Regions from separate parts of the Sus scrofa genome. Here region 2 is linked to region 1. Evidence: chromatin contacts called from public HiChIP or PLAC-seq data. All regions are on one chromosome and are shown on one strand. Each heading gives the region's core, a stretch centred on a gene start, on an enhancer-like site or on the middle of the called end of the contact. The rest is flanking DNA. Distances are from core to core; before and after follow the strand shown. Region 1 overlaps LOC110261780 (a long non-coding RNA gene). Region 2 overlaps JARID2 (protein Jumonji).

Region 1 (3,247 bases), core at 26-2,525:
CAGACAAGGCTTTTGGGACCTGCCTGGATGAAAGATGGGACGTGAGCGTGGGCGTGGCCCCAGTTTGCCCAGCCTCCAGACGTAATTTGTCCCGGTGCGGGAGTGACAGAACCTGTGCTGTCCTTTGGGTGGTGGCCAGGGCTGCTTTGCTCTGCCTCATTCAGTCGTTCAGTGTTAATTGACTGCCTGCTTAAGACAGGGCAAGACACTGCAGTACCAGCTTTTTCGCCTTTTCATGTCAGTAGCCAACATTTGTGTTGGTAGATGTCAGAAAGACTGCTTGCGGGAAACATGTTGTTGGGGTGTGTGTGTGTGTGTGTGTGTGTGTGTGTTACTCTACCCTTTAGGGGTAGCTAACCTCCAGCTCAAGGCTTTGGCTTTTTCAGTAGATACCATCTATTCCTAGTTTTATCAATGGAGAATCTCAGATTTTCGTTGGTCACTCTCTTCTTGAGATACTACCATTGAAAATTCAAACCTTCTGTGTCCTGGGCCTTTTAGCCATCACACCCTTGGTGGGTATGAGGAAACCATGTGATTCAGGACTGACAGCTCCCCGCCCCGCACCTCTAGTGTCCGCTGCATTTCTGCTCTCTACTGTTAAGAGGAGAGGAAGTGACAGGCAGAGATGAGTTATGGGCGAAATAATATTCTCCTTCCTAAATCTCTGTCTGCCCTGAGAGCTGGTCCCAGCATCTGTGACCCCTGGCCCTAGGACAACCTGTGAGGTTAACCCTTAAAGAGGGGGCGCCGGCACAGAGGGCAGCATTGGCAGGGGGGAGACTGGGGGTGGTGAATAAATAATGTCTCCTACATAAGTTTTTCACGTATCTGTCAAGGCTGCTGTGATATACGTATTTATAGAGTTACATAAGCTACACTAGCCTTTTGTCATCCTGTTTTCTCCATCAAAGGAAATTATGATGCAATTACTCGCACGTAGTAGTTGAGGATGTTATTTGACCTAAAGGGGATTTTCCTGGTTGAAAAGTTCAGTCATCTTTAGGAAATAAAATATGAATGTGCATTTTGTTAAAAAAGTTTTTTTTAAATTAAAAAAAAAAAAATCCTGGGAGAAAATAGAAACCACAGAAGCTGGCGGTGCTGTAAAAGCGGCCTAATCTGCCTTTGAGGTTCAGATCATTTGCCTTTCAACCGTGTGCCCAAGCCCTGAGCTCTGCACAGGCCAACATTATCAGCCCGGCAGCTTTCCGAGGATCTCTCTGAGCCAGGGTTAGAGGGAGGCAGGACTCTGAAGGAGGAAGGACAGCAGGGGGAAGTGAATCTCGCAGCAGCTACTGGAGCGTGGAAAGCCCCTCGATCCCTCAGCACACCTTCGCTGTTTGCCTTCTGGCCCAGTTGTTCCGGTTTGGTTGTCGGTTAAATATTTTCCTTGCTTTCCCTTTGGCATGATAGATTGTGGACGTCTAAACATGGGCCCTTTCCCATCTGGGCTTTCCCTGCCTCTTTCCTGGGGCTATAAGGGGCTTGTGTGAAGGGCCTGACCTGGCGTGGATGCCAGGCTCCCAGAAGCAGGGGCAAAAGCATCTCTATGTGCACAGCGCTTGGGTTAAGTAGGCCTTTCATTGCTGTAGTCAACACCTTTTGTTGCTGCCAGACCCTTCAGGATTGATTCGGTATTAGCCGTACTTTGAGGTCGGCTGGACAGGGGGAAACATGCCCAGAGCAGCTTCCAGAAGGGACACACTGAACACTGCTTCCTTTGCTTCCTTCCTTCAGGAAATCTGCTGAGGAAAACAGAAGCTTGTTAGTCCCAATTTTGGCGATAAGTAGAATATATAACCAGAGACAGTAAAAACCCTTTAGGAAGTTCCCACTTAACACATTTGCTTCTGTGATTGTTCACATTTTTACATCCTGCCCTTGATTTTCTATTTCCTTTCTATGAAAATTTCATGAGTTGGTTCATTTTGAAAAAAGAATTCTTAAATCGCACATAATTCTATTTACTCAGACTCCACTTCATGTATGAACTCACTGGAATGGAGAGGACACTGCTCTATCTGAAAATCCCGCATTTCATCAGATGTTCCACTTGGGTGTGTCAGAGGCAGAAGCCCACCGAGGTGGTTTTCCGGTTGCGAAGTTGTGCTTGTGAGCTGTTGAGGGGATGCTTGAATTATAAACAGCACGGCCCGGTACTGTTGCAGGGGACGAAGCTGACGTTTGGTAGCCCAGACTGTAAGGAAGAATTCTTAGCTGTTTTTTTCTGGATCATACCCTTTCCTTTGTGAACACTGTTGACATACTGCCTTCAGACTAGAAGACATGAAATGTGAAAAACTCCAAGCATTTTTTTCCTCCAAGGCACCTATCTTATTCCATGCCTCTTCCTTTCTATTACTCACTTTATGGGTGTTTGCTTTGTTTTTTTGGAATGGGGGAATGGAAGGAGTTCCAGGAGGAAGGAATTTTGCATCAATAAATTCTTTCTTTTTTTATTATTTATTTACTTGCCTTTTTTTTTTTTTTTTTTTTTTTTAGGGCTGCACCTGTGGCATTTGGAGGTTCCCAGGCTAGGAGTCGAATCGGAGCTGTAGTGGCCGGCCTACGCCAGAGCCACAGCCATGCAGGATCCAAACCACGTTTGCAACCTACACCACAGCTCATGGCAACACCAATTCCTTAACCCACTGATTGAGGCCGGGGACCAAACCCGCATCCTAACAGTTCCTGGTTGGAGTCATTTCCGCTGTGCCACAACGGGAACTCCTGCATCAAGAAATTCTTATGCTCAAAAAAAAAAAAATTCTTATGCTCAAATTCTCAAGCCCTTTTTTAAAAAAAGTTGAGACGTAATTGATAAAAGGTTATATTTGTTTCCGGAGTACAGTGATTTGATATTTGCATATACAGTGAAATCATCATGAGGATGTGTAGTTAACATCCAGCAAACTCTCCAGCTCTTGAACTCTCGTTCAAACTCTAAGAATTCAGAGTCCTTTTGTTAGTATATCCACTTTGCTATTCAATTGGCAGTGAAAAATCAAAGAATTTCTTATGTTGGACTGGGCACCACCTCATGTGTGGAGGCATGGAAAGATAGGCATAGACTCATCCCTAAGACACTTAGCCTCTAGTGGTCCAGGCAAGGTTTACGAACGAGTTAACTGGAGAGCAGTATTCGAGGGACCCACTCTCTAGTCTAGTGCTCTGCTTGTGAAAAGAGCCCGATTGCTCTCAGGCTGATGAACCAAGTGCTAATCTGTGGTGTTCAGACAATAGT
Region 2 (3,222 bases), core at 26-2,525, 400 kb before region 1:
CAGAAATGATTTAAATGGTATCACAAGGAAAACAGGTGTGCTGCCATCACAGGTGTAGTTCCCAATCACAAAACAAGGTCCTTAAAGAATAAAAGTGAATATGTGAGACATTGCTTATGAGGCACTGACAAAAAACCTGCCTAAGCTACATGAGAACAGTAGACCATTTTGAAGCCGATGACACATCTCTGTATTGAAGTCAAGCATAATATGAATATCGTGACATAATACCACGAGCACAAGTATTCTGAAATTGCCTCAAACACTAAAAGGCACTTAAATCAAACGTCCTTATCCTTTCACTTCGTCAGCAACTGTCTACCTAGAAGACCAAGAGCATGCTTCTGAAATTAACCACAATGGCTATCTAAAAGGACTTCCAGGCAACAAGACAAGAACAACAACAAAAATAGAGCATGAGGAGAATAAGAGAGGAGACTTGAACCGCTCAGCCTGTCTCTGTAACTGCAAGGCCTCATTTGTAACTCAGGTCACCAGGTGGCTTTGAAAATTAACTAAAACTAGCCAGAACAACCACGTACCAAGGAATCAGGAGTCACAACTGGCTAGTTAGTGGCTACCCTTTAGGACAACGCAGATGTCACATCTCCATCATCACAGAGAGCTTTCCCGGCCAGTGCTCATCTACAGAATGTTTCTGCATTTTGTCTCAAGACCCAACAGCCAAGCGTGCAGGTGGCAGCAGCTCCTCATCTCTCTGCTGTCCTCTGCGAGGACCCAGTCCACAGGACACGTCAGACAGACGGCGGGGTGAAAGGAGAGCAGCAGGCGGACCAATCGCCTTCAACACAGCAATGGCTCACGGTGCGCTGGTCTAGTTCTTACAGGAGGGGAGAAGGAACAGGGAGGCTAGAAGCATTCAAAAGCCACAAGCTCATGCAGAAAGCTAAGGAATGTAGAAAAACCTTCTGTGCAAAGTCATTACCCCACAGAAGTGTTTTGTTTTGTTTAAATCACAAATGGTTTTAGGTGATCCTGATACAGCTGGAGGGTGAACGGTCAGCAAGCACCTAGACTCAGGAACAAGGTGCCACATGAAACTGTTCTGCGTTAGACTCGCCTCTTGCTCCAGGATACAGGCACTGAGAGGTGTAAACCCACAGAGGGCTCTAGGCTCACTGCCTCCTTCCTACATGAGCAGAGAAGCCAGCCCCCTGTACTTCTGGTGCAGGGAGGATGCGCACACCAGAGCCCCCCTCCTATCTATGGCCTTGCCACGCCCCTCCAGCTTCTGCAAAAGCATCCAAACATTTCCTAACCCCAGACCACAGGGCATGGAGCAAGCTGGAAGGCCATAAGCCTCCCTTAGACACACCCTGTCATCACTCATCACTAAAACAGAACCAAGTGAGCCAAAGGGGGGGTGAGGGTTTTATTTTACTTAAGGAGAAAACCAAGGAAGGGATGACTGCTCATAGAGATACCCAGGGCAGAACTAGAATTCTAAGACCAAGTCAGGGCGTATCATAACAATGTACCAACTTTTTGATGCATCCACTATTGCTTTAAAGGGCTGGAATCCAGAAACTTGGGGTTGATGATTTGACAGATTGCGGGGTGAATGGTTATATAACATAGCCACTATCACTTCTAAAAGGCTGCTGAGGAGTTCCCTGGTGGCTCAGAGGGTTAAGGATCTACTGCTGGGGCTCTGGTTACAGCTGTGGCACAGATTCGATCCCTGACCCCAGGAACTTCCACAGGCCATGGATGAGGCCCCACACACAAAAAAAAATTTTAATAAATAAAAAGATAAAAAGCTTCTGAAAATAAAGGCCCTAAGAATGTCCTTTCTTTGACACTGACCTAAAGTTTGGTTGCCATCCTCATGTACTTTCTCCATCCACCCACCTTGGGCCTCAGGCCTCTCCCCACCAAGCCAGCTGGTACAGACCCATCTTCTTTCATGAACCAAGTGCCAGCTCAGAAACCGGCCTCGAGCGCTCTGTGCGCATGTGGGGCGCCCCACCCCCACACACCCAACTCTTCCTATTCCTACTGGGCAGGTTTCCCAACAGCACTGAGGGATGACCTGCTGCGAAAAACAAAAGAGGGATCATTTCCTGCTAGCTACCTAGGTCAGGGTTTCTGCTCCCCAAGTCCTAGGGGGAGGTCTAATTACAGGCTGGCGCCCAGACCTCAGGAATGAAGCAAACCAATTTTAATACAGCCCTTTAAGTGTGCTGTTTTATGACACAGCTACAGCTTTTATGAGAAGTGGTCAGGTAATGCATATCTAGAACCTCAGTAACAAATGCCCTTTGAACGCTTCCCTTCTGCCAGGTACTAAGGACTTTAAATAAATCATCCCATTAATGCTAAAACTATTGCTTCTGAGAAAGAAATTATTCCTCCACGTAGAGAGCTGGGAAACAATGAGCTGGAGCCCAAGACGATGGCCAAGTCAGGTCTGCTAGTTCTCTTCCCCCTTGGTGGGACTGTGAGCCATTCTTTCAGAGATGACAGCATGGTCCTCTCTGCCAATTTCCACGACAGGGGCTGGAGGGCTGTGGCCTCCTGGCCCGCAACTGGCAGGAGGATGAATGCCCCGCAGTTCCCTCCAGGAAGCCTCTAGTTCACGTGTATTCACAGCTCCAGGGCCTCAAGCTAGACCAGGGCCACTGAACCCACCTCGCGTTTCAGAGTCTATCCAGGAAGGCGTAGCTTTGGTTCATACGGATGCCTTTTTTTCTGAGTATGTGTAATACACAGATTGTTCTGAGCTCTCTCTGTCCACCACCTTCCAATGAAACCCCATCAATTCCTCAGACAGAAAGCACCCTTGACTTGGATTCTGCTTCACAATGGGGCAAAGAACGTCAAGGAGACTGTGTGGCAAGTCAGCCAGCAGTGGTGCCCAGCACCTCCCATCCACTACCGAGACTAGCCACTTGATGGCAATCTTAATCTATCCCCTTGGAATTCCTCCATAAAGGAGACCCTAGCAGGAAGGGGCGCCACGAGTGGGCCGGCGGGCACTAAGGACACTGCTGGGGGAGGCATCTTTGCTGGCCGGCATCTGCGGTGACAGGGTTGTGAAGGATGGATAGAGCAGCTAAGCCAAGGGTCTCCCCGGGGTTATTCTCCACGTCACGGACGCCGGCGGGGGCCCGGACAGCAGTGAGTGTACGAGCTCTGCCGTCAGACAACCTGGGAAGATGGAAATCTCCCAGGCCCCATGGCACATTCACATCGGGCTTT

The links. HiChIP or PLAC-seq counts read pairs in DNA pulled down with a chosen protein or histone mark.
Region 2: an H3K27ac HiChIP or PLAC-seq map of alveolar macrophages shows a contact between it and region 1. The contact joins two enhancer-like sites. A contact is called at or near these places in 1 of 47 Hi-C or Micro-C datasets (embryonic fibroblasts) and 1 of 2 datasets of contacts at active chromatin or transcription factors (alveolar macrophages).

The regions. Positions count from the first base shown.
Region 1 is chr7:11,093,874-11,097,120 of Sscrofa11.1, reverse strand. The region is part of intron 1 of LOC110261780 (a long non-coding RNA gene); the gene reads left to right. Among named protein-coding and RNA genes, the nearest start is that of JARID2, 260 kb to the left of the region's middle. Within about 2 kb of position 1,275, at least 10 of the 83 cell types and tissues checked have an H3K27ac peak or open chromatin away from gene starts, as enhancers often do. A contact at or near this core is called in alveolar macrophages, where this site is marked.
Region 2 is chr7:11,491,269-11,494,490 of Sscrofa11.1, reverse strand. The region is part of intron 3 of JARID2 (protein Jumonji); the gene reads right to left. Among named protein-coding and RNA genes, the nearest start is that of JARID2, 130 kb to the right of the region's middle. Within about 2 kb of position 1,275, at least 4 of the 83 cell types and tissues checked have an H3K27ac peak or open chromatin away from gene starts, as enhancers often do. A contact at or near this core is called in alveolar macrophages, where this site is marked.